2 separate regions of the Mus musculus genome follow, and region 1 is linked to region 2. The links are chromatin contacts, called in public promoter capture Hi-C maps. All regions are on one chromosome and are shown on one strand. Each heading gives the region's core, a stretch centred on a gene start, on an enhancer-like site or on the middle of the called end of the contact. The rest is flanking DNA. Distances are from core to core; before and after follow the strand shown. Region 1 holds the start of Traf3ip1 (TRAF3 interacting protein 1). Region 2 holds the start of Ilkap (integrin-linked kinase-associated serine/threonine phosphatase 2C).

Region 1 (4,052 bases), core at 742-3,241, 96 kb after region 2:
AAAAAACCTATCTGCTATAAATGTATGGTAAACTGTTTTATCTGAAATTCAGATGGAGTGGATGAGCAGACAGATAGTAGATAGGTTTATCATCTCTGCATGACTCCTGCTTCCTTCCCTGCTACCTAAATCCAGGCCCTTGGCTAAGCCTGACCCACATCCTGGGCTCTCAGCAGATGTGAGGTTCAGCATCCTCAGGTCTTTGTCTCTGGGAATGTTTGCCTCTCAATTGGGGGAGGTAGGGCCTGGAAGCCACTTTGCTTTGTGGCTTCTGTTTCCTGGGGTGAGTCACAACCATCCTTATTCCCTTCATTCACTCAGAAACTGTTCACGTTGAAAGCCTCCCCTGCCGGGCTTTTGAGTTAGAAACCTCTTTCCATTCTTACTCAGCTACCTTCTTCTGTGAATGACTCTTTCCTGCTCTCTCCCTCATCTCAGGGGGTGATGTAGGCTAGTAGCCCCTACTCTGCTGACTGCCCCCCAAGACTGATGGCTCCATGCTGGCCTCTGCATCCTTCCTCTGGGGAGGTCTGGGTTCCAGATATCTTTCTTGAAGCCAGGAATTGCTTATATCTTCTGGGACCCGCTTCGTTGGTGACCAGAATGTTGTCCACTGAAGAATGTCTTTCTTCAGTATGGGGGTGGGTAGGCTGAACCAAAGGCAGGGGTGAGACTCTGGAAGATAGAACTATACTCTTCAAAGTTACCTCCCCTAGGTCAGTCCCCAGAGGGTTGGTTGACAATACTTGCTGTCCTGGATCTTCTAAAAAACTTTGATACCCAGATAGACTGAAGATCTTCTGGTTGGTTAGCCCTCCTAAAGGCAGCCAAAACTGTACTCTGGCCTTCGTGTGTGTGTGTGTGTGTGTGTGTGTGTGTGTGTGTGTGTGTGTGTGTTCTTGGATCCACTTACTGTTCTGCCCTCCTCCACAAGCTGTGAGAGGATAAAGCATCATCTTCGCTTTGTTGTATGGCATAGGCTCCAGGTCCTCAGTAGAATTCCCAAGGTCAGAGGTATCTTCCAAGTAAAACCCTGAGTTCCTACCACCTGGTCCAGCATCACAAACAAGCCAGTTGCTGGCTCCAGCTTTCATTCCACACCTACATCACGATTCTGCTCAGAGTGAACTTTCTAGGGTAGGAGCTAGGTGGGTATGTTCTTAGGGGCGGTGTTTAGAGACAGGACTTCTGCTCTCTGAATTCTGCTCTCTGAACTCCCCCAGAGACCAACTCCAGCTGGGGCTCAGAGTGAGAGGGCTCTTAAAGAAGATTCTGGCTCTCGGGGTGTAGCCATGGTAGAGAGATCAGGGGCAATGTTCTAGTTGGGGTTCTGCCAGTTTGGGCAGAGGAGCTCCAGACCTCAGGCACAGCAGCAACACCTGATCCAGTAGAAGCATCTCCTGCATAGCCTCGGGTGGTGGTGAGGGTGAGGTGGGAAGTAAGTGTGTGTGTGTGTGTGTGTGTGTGTGTGTGTGTAGCAGAAAGCTGCAGCATCCTAGCCTAAGGGCCTAGCTCCTTCACAGTTTTGTGCCCGCTCTGGTGAACCAAGAGCACAGAAAATGTGGAAGGACACAACCCTTCCCCTTGGCACCATCTTAAAGATTACCTAAGGCAGGGGATGCTGGGCAGGGAACAGGAATGAAGGGATGAAAGGAGTCAAGTCCTTTTCCAAGTTTATGTGAAGTGTTATTTTCCTGGTGGGTGTTACTGTAAATGCTCTCCTTAGAAATATCAAATGGTCGCTCTTTTCTCACTCAGAATGCCAGGTCTCTGGGCAGTGCTGTGCAGCGCCCTATGGTGCGCCGGGTTGGCGGAGCAGGCTCAGGTTCAAGCAGCCACAGAGGCGGAGCGCGTGTGTCCTCCAGAGCAGCTAGAGAGGCCGGAGGGGATGGGCGGGGCCGGGCGCGCGTCCGTTGCCAAGGCCGCGCGGCCCTAGAGACCGGGTGCTGGTGGCACGCGCAAGCGCGGTGGCGAGCTGCGGTGCACTGTGGGATGGGAGACCGGCGCGCCGGGACGGCGGGCATCTCGGGGCACCGGGCAGAGGCGCGGCGCGCGAGGAGGGGCGCGAGCGGTCGCGGGCGGCAGCGCCATGAACGCCGCAGTGGTGCGGCGGACGCAGGAGGCTCTGGGCAAGGTGATCCGGAGGCCGCCGCTCACCGAGAAGCTGCTCAACAAGCCACCGTTCCGCTACCTGCACGACATCATCACCGAGGTAGGCGCGGGCTGGTGCGCGTCAGGTTGAGGTGGGGTGAGGGTAGGGGTAGAGTGCGGAACGGGTTAAGGGTCCGGGTAGTGGCGGGACGGGTTGAGGGTTGGGGTAACGGTGTTGAAGGTTATGGTTAAGTGCGGGACCGAGCGAGTGTCGGAGTGAGGGTCCGGGTAGGGTGAGAGTCGAGGTAGGATGCGCGTCTGAGTAGGATTCGTTTCGGGGTGAGAGTCAGAATTAGGGCCGGATCAAGGCGAGTGACCAGGTAGCGTGAGGATCGCGTTGAGGGACCGGGTAGTGTGAGGGGCGTTGTAGGATGCCAATCAGGGTTTGGGTCGAAATGAGGATTAGTCTCAGATGAAGGTGAGGATCAGGGTCAATGGTAAGGTCTGTGTGGCTCCGAGTGCTGATTGGATTGAGAGTGCGTTGAGGGGTGGAGGTGCAGGTCCAGGTCCAGGTGAGGGTCAGGGTTAGGTTCCAGTTGGAGTCAGGGTAGAGTAGCGGGTGCTGGTCTAGTGGTTTGGGTGGAGATAGAAGGCCCGGGTCAGAGTCTAGGTCTGTGGGTTAGGGTGCTGGAGCCAGAAGGTGAGGCTGAGAGGAGGTAGAGGCCCGGGCTGACATCGGTTTATTGAGTGTGAGCCTCGGGACAGGGTCTAGGCTCAGGGTCAAGTTGCTGTTAGGAGCTGGAGGTATGTTGGGGCTCTGGAATTGGGCTGTGCTTATACTTGAGGCCTGGGTAGGGTGCAGGTCCTTGTCTGGGACCTTCTGAGCATTCAGTGGTGCCTTCCATGTTAGGTTCCCAGGCCCACTAGGTCTTGGGACCTGCCTTACTTTACTTCTCCCAACCTGCAGCACTTACCATTATGTCTCTTTAGAGCTTGTCTTCTATTTGTTAGTGAGTCTCCAGGAAGCTGCATTGGATGAGGTACATAACATTGTACAACAGTTACAATTGTGTGGAGTCTGTCTGGGCTCTTGGTAACCCCAAGAGTGTCACTGCAGGGGGTACACAGAATGGGCATGGTACTCCAGAAGGTGCTGTGGAACTTGGGGTATGGTTGGGACTTAGAAGTCCAGAGCTCAAGGTCTCTCCCAGTGTTGACCCTCAGACTTTCTCGTCTCAGTAGGTTGAGCACTGTAGTCTACCCTTCTCGTTACTCATTTGGCCCTCCTACCTTAGCTTGTAATAGGTACTGTCTCGGAACATGGCCCTGTCTGTTAATCTTACATGTGTCCAGAAATGCTCAGGAATCCACCCACATCCCAAGGTGCTCTGCCGCCTGGTAGTCTCCTCTCCCAGTCTGTGAGGCGTTTGTAGCCTATCCTGGAAGGTCTGAGGAAGGGACTGGTGGTGTGGAGAGCCCTGGGAAGCAGGCAGTTGCCACTCTTCAACAGTGAAGGAGTCAAGAAGACTCAGGCATCATGGCACCGGCCTATCACAGTGGAGACTGCTAGGCCTGTGTTTTTATTCTGTTAGTACCCTCAGCCCATGGCTTACGGGGAGTGCTACTCAGCCTCAGATCACTCAGGAACGGAGTGGGGCTTATGGGAGGGAAGAGGAAAGAAGTGGGAGATGACTGTTGACAGGTAGACAGGTGAGGAGTGAGGGCTGCTTTTCTTTTAGACTTTACTGGATCCAGTGGTGAAGCCGGTCTGTTTTGGTATGAAGGTACGTACATTAGCTGTCACCTCCTTGATAAGGAAGGCTGTCAGAGTTGATGTACTTGGAAGTTTTTTCAGAGCAGAGGTAGAGAGCCTCCCTGAAGGTTCTTTACTGTCCCTGAATACTGCATTCAAGTCTCTTCCATGAGGTAGCTACAGCTGTTTCTTCATTAAGCTGACATTC
Region 2 (4,141 bases), core at 1,017-3,516:
ACTGATAGAAAATAGGTATAATTCCTTTCTGCAAAAGATTGATTGTTATTTTAAATTGATATACTCAACTATCAAAATCTCTTAAGTCCTGGAGTGAAGCTGGAATTCAGTACAATATCTGTAGACATAAAACACATACTTTCTACATACTTATTCCAGGTTATAAAAATTTGTCTTGTGGGTATGAAGATAAGATGTGATACTTAAAAAAAAACAAAAACAAAAAAAACACACAACCAAAAGAATGAAACAAAACATGGCTGCTGTGCTGAGTGGTGGCGCCATATGCCACACACCTCATACTTTCTACAGAATCAGTACAACTGTCCCTTTATGTTGTGGTTACAGTGCAGATCCTAGGGATGTCACCAGCCATCATCTACAAATCCCTGACCATAGAATCGAACCTGGGCCATGCATTCTACCAAACGCACAGGTTCTCTTTATTCCACATAGTATCTGCAGGAGGCATCACTTATTACACACATTTGCCAGCGGTTCCTGAAGGTCAAAGGCAGTGCAAAGCTTGATCTGAAGACACAGCAGTTTCCATTGTCCACACATCTTCCTATAGTATGTGAAAATGACTAGACTTATTTCTTAATTGCTCCCAGTACTATTTTGGAAAATTTGTTATACTTACCCATGCATGAGCAGGGTCAGTATGCAATTTAGTCTTATTCTTATGACTACATAACAACCAACACCATTTACTAAAGCAAAGTATGGTGTCGGAACATGGTCTGAGAATGGAGTCCTGTGAGGAGAATTCTAAGTGCCTGTGAGAAAACAAGACAAGAGTCTTGTGACCTCAGTTTCTTCAAAACACATAATTATTCTTGGAATGTGTTTTTGTGTCTCCCCCACCCCCTGTAGTGGATAGGAGTGAGTTTATTTCAGATTACTCAATATGTTTGGGGGGGAGAGGGGGAGAGAGGGAGGGAGGGAAGGGGCATGGGGAACGCATGTATCTGCTAAGTCCCAAGTTGAGTTTAAGGTTTTAGGTCATGTCAAGAGAGCCTTGACCACGGAGAAGACCCAAAATAACTTTGGATAAAAAGCAATAGGGACTACTAATGATGACAGATTTCTAGGCACATCTGGCAATCCAAACTCTGGTCCGAGCACATTCAGACACAGGTTATACTCCAGTGACAGATGCAAGGCTGCCTGTATGAGGCCAGCTTTACTCACAACTGTAACGGTGGTTATCTTCAAAAAGCATGGCTGAATCAAACTCAGTCTCAAGGCCTAGTTACTTAGAAGCTTCTGTACCATCAGAGTGGTTGGTGGGGGTACGTAACGGTGCCACTACCAGGAACAACTGCAAAAAGAGGACACTACAAAGCATCTCAGGAGTCTGGAGGTGCGCAGGTTAAAAACCAAAGCACAGGTGTGAAGAGGACAGGTCAATACCTTCTCATAACCCCAAGCTCCAGCATTCTTCCATGCTAGCCCGTCCCGCTCTGCCAAGCTGGAGATCTGAGCCCTCCCACTTTTGAACATTGTTTCCTTGCCTAGAATCTCTGGAAACCATCAGCCGAAGCCCTCGCTAAAGGCCGCCTCCTTCCCAGGTCTTTCTCACTAGTCTTCGGGTACCGTTACTCCGGACGCTTGGCGTTTCCCACGGTTTTTAACCTATGCCTCTGCGATCAGAACTGAACTCTCTGAAGGCAAAGGCTGGGTCCTCTTCACCTTCCTATTCCGTGCCAAAGACCTTCCCAAAACGTGGGCTGCAGACGCCACCCCCCATCCCCGGCCTCGGTTATCTAGCCGTAGCGCCCTGCATTGGCTGTGCAGGCGCCCCGCACCAAGGGGCTGGAAGTCGGAAACTTGTTAAGTTCTCGGGGTTTCCAGGACGCAAACAGGCCCGGGACCAGGACATTCCGCTGGGAGTCTTGCTGTAGCCAAATTAAAGCCAGAGTGCCCCGACCCTTCGGCGCGGGACTTCGTGCGTGTGCCACGCGAGGCCTGGACAGGGACCGCGCGGTCGCTGCGGCCTCGGGAGCCACAGGCCGAGACTGAGGCGGCGGTGGCGCGAAGATGGCGGAGGCAGCGCATCCCGGCGCCGCCCTTTTCCCCCGCGCCGCTTACCGGCAGATGGCCGCGGCGCGCGCTCGGGCTCCGGCAGGTCCCCGAAGAGGTCCATGGCGGCGGGGCAGTGGAGCGGAGGCTCCGCGCTACCCTGGGCGGCGGCGGCGGCGGCGGCGCCGTCACTCACCGCGGGAGACCCTGCCAATCGCGCGCCGCCCAGCCGCCGCCCCAGAGTGCTACGCGCGGGGGCGGGGCGGGGGTGGGCTGCGCAAGCGCACGGGCGCTCTTGGCCTGGGCATTAGGTCCCGTGATAAATTGTTATGGCGTTTCCCCGGAAAGAAGGGAGGAGTGGCGCCGAGCCTGACATCCAGACAGGCTTTTGGCCGGAGAGGCGGGTCTGCACCTGTCCACTGTTCCCTGTGTGACCGAGCAGGCAAAGCACCTTCTGACCGCCCGGGAGCAGGATGGCGCCCAGCGGGGTCTCAGCTGTCCCACTGGGATAGAGACCAGAAAAAAACACCATCACTGGCCAAGCCACAAAAGTGACAAACATCCCTCATCTCAGCCACCAAATTTATGACGCTTTACCAATTACAAAGTTGTGTTGTGTATTTTCCCTGGTCTCAGAAAAGAGCCACTCATGGAATTAATTCCTCTTCCTACCATACAATCCACAAAGACTTCACTTCCTTAAAGGTACCCAAATTTATTGACTACACACCCCAATCCTACCAGCCCTTTCCAACACCACCTTACCTGTTTTTTTTGTTTGTTGTTGTTTTTGGTTTTTTTGCCAGTGTTGTGTGGACTTCTTGGTGCAGTAGGTAACAAGTCATTGCTTCCTTGCAAATGTAGACCAGATATTCTCTAGCTGCAATAGGTGGATCCACCCAGCTGACCTCCAAGCCACTGTTTGAAGTTTTTACTGCACTCAGACAGAACTGTCTCTTCCTTGACAGATGTAGGATTTTGAAATAACAGCACTTTGTCTTTTGTCCATATATCTCATACACTTCTCAGCCCATCCCAACTTGATATCACTATGTTTTTAAAGCAGCTCTTGCTAAGTGTCTTAGGGTTTCCATTGCTGTGAACAGACTCCATGACCTAGGAAACTCTTATAAAAGACAACAATTGGGGCTAGCTTACAGGTTTAGAGATACAGTCCTTTATCATCATGGCAGGAAGCATGGCAGCATTCAAGTAGGCACGGCGTTGGAGGACCTGAGAGTTCTACATTTTCATCCAAAGGAAGCCAGGAGCAGACTTTCCTCAGGCAGGTAGGAGGAGGGTCTTGAAGCCCACCCCTAAAGTGACACACTTCCACCAATTAGATCACACCTCTTCCAACAAGGCCACACCTCCTAATAGTGCCACTCTGAGGGCCAAGCATATTCAAATCACCACACTAAACTTGATTTCCCACTCCTGCAAATAGACTCGTCGGCCACCATTCCACATGAATTCTGGCAGTGTTTGCCATGTGGCCTGTCTTTCCCTCATATGTATGGACATCTCTAATCATTACTCCATCTCTACCTGGTTTACAGCTCAACTTCTGGCTGCTAAATAAAATCTTTTGTGGAGACAAGAACTTGCTCAGTAGGCCAGGCTGGACTTGAACTCACAATGCCTCTACCTCCCCAGTGCTAGGACTATATATAAATCTCTGTCACCACCCCTGGCAATTGGAATTCTGACCTGACCCTAAGTTCTCTTCTGTTCTCTTTCCCTTCATAATCTCCATGCACACCAGGCTTGAACTGCTGCACCTTTGGACATGACTCGTTAATTTTCCTACCACCAATAGATCTCTGGGTTCCACTAAGTGCCAAGAACGGGTTATGGGTAATCACAGTACCTCAACTCCCTGACAGATTTCATTTTCTCTCCTACAAATCTTTTCCTTAGTCTGTTGCTTGACTTAAGATACTTGGGCAGAAAGCATGGCAATAGGAGTATGTGATAGGGGAGGGTCTTCAGTTCATGATGTATAGGAAACAGAGTGGAAGGACATCAGAAAGGGACCAGGATAACATAATCCAAAATGACAAGTTCTCAGTCACCTACTTTCTTCAGTATCCACTTCCCACCATCCTACCACCTG

The links. Capture Hi-C pulls out chosen DNA fragments and counts their contacts.
Region 1: a promoter capture Hi-C map of adipose tissue shows a contact between it and region 2. The contact joins the promoter of Traf3ip1 here to the promoter of Ilkap in region 2. A contact is called at or near these places in 12 of 39 promoter capture datasets (3T3-L1-derived adipocytes, the C10 cell line, the HPC-7 cell line and 7 more), 1 of 15 datasets of contacts at CTCF or cohesin (the NIH/3T3 cell line), 4 of 484 Hi-C or Micro-C datasets (CD4 T cells, the HPC-7 cell line and embryonic stem cells), 11 of 115 datasets of contacts at active chromatin or transcription factors (the 3134 cell line, the HPC-7 cell line, the SCID.adh cell line and 7 more) and 4 of 9 other capture datasets (adipose tissue, liver, macrophages and 1 more).

The regions. Positions count from the first base shown.
Region 1 is chr1:91,492,677-91,496,728 of GRCm38.p6, forward strand. Traf3ip1 (TRAF3 interacting protein 1) reads left to right here and starts at 1,992. Exons shown (of 15, transcript NM_028718.2): 1 at 1,992-2,212. The coding sequence starts at 2,090.
Region 2 is chr1:91,396,557-91,400,697 of GRCm38.p6, forward strand. Ilkap (integrin-linked kinase-associated serine/threonine phosphatase 2C) reads right to left here and starts at 2,267. Exons shown (of 12, transcript NM_023343.3): 1 at 2,095-2,267. The coding sequence starts at 2,149.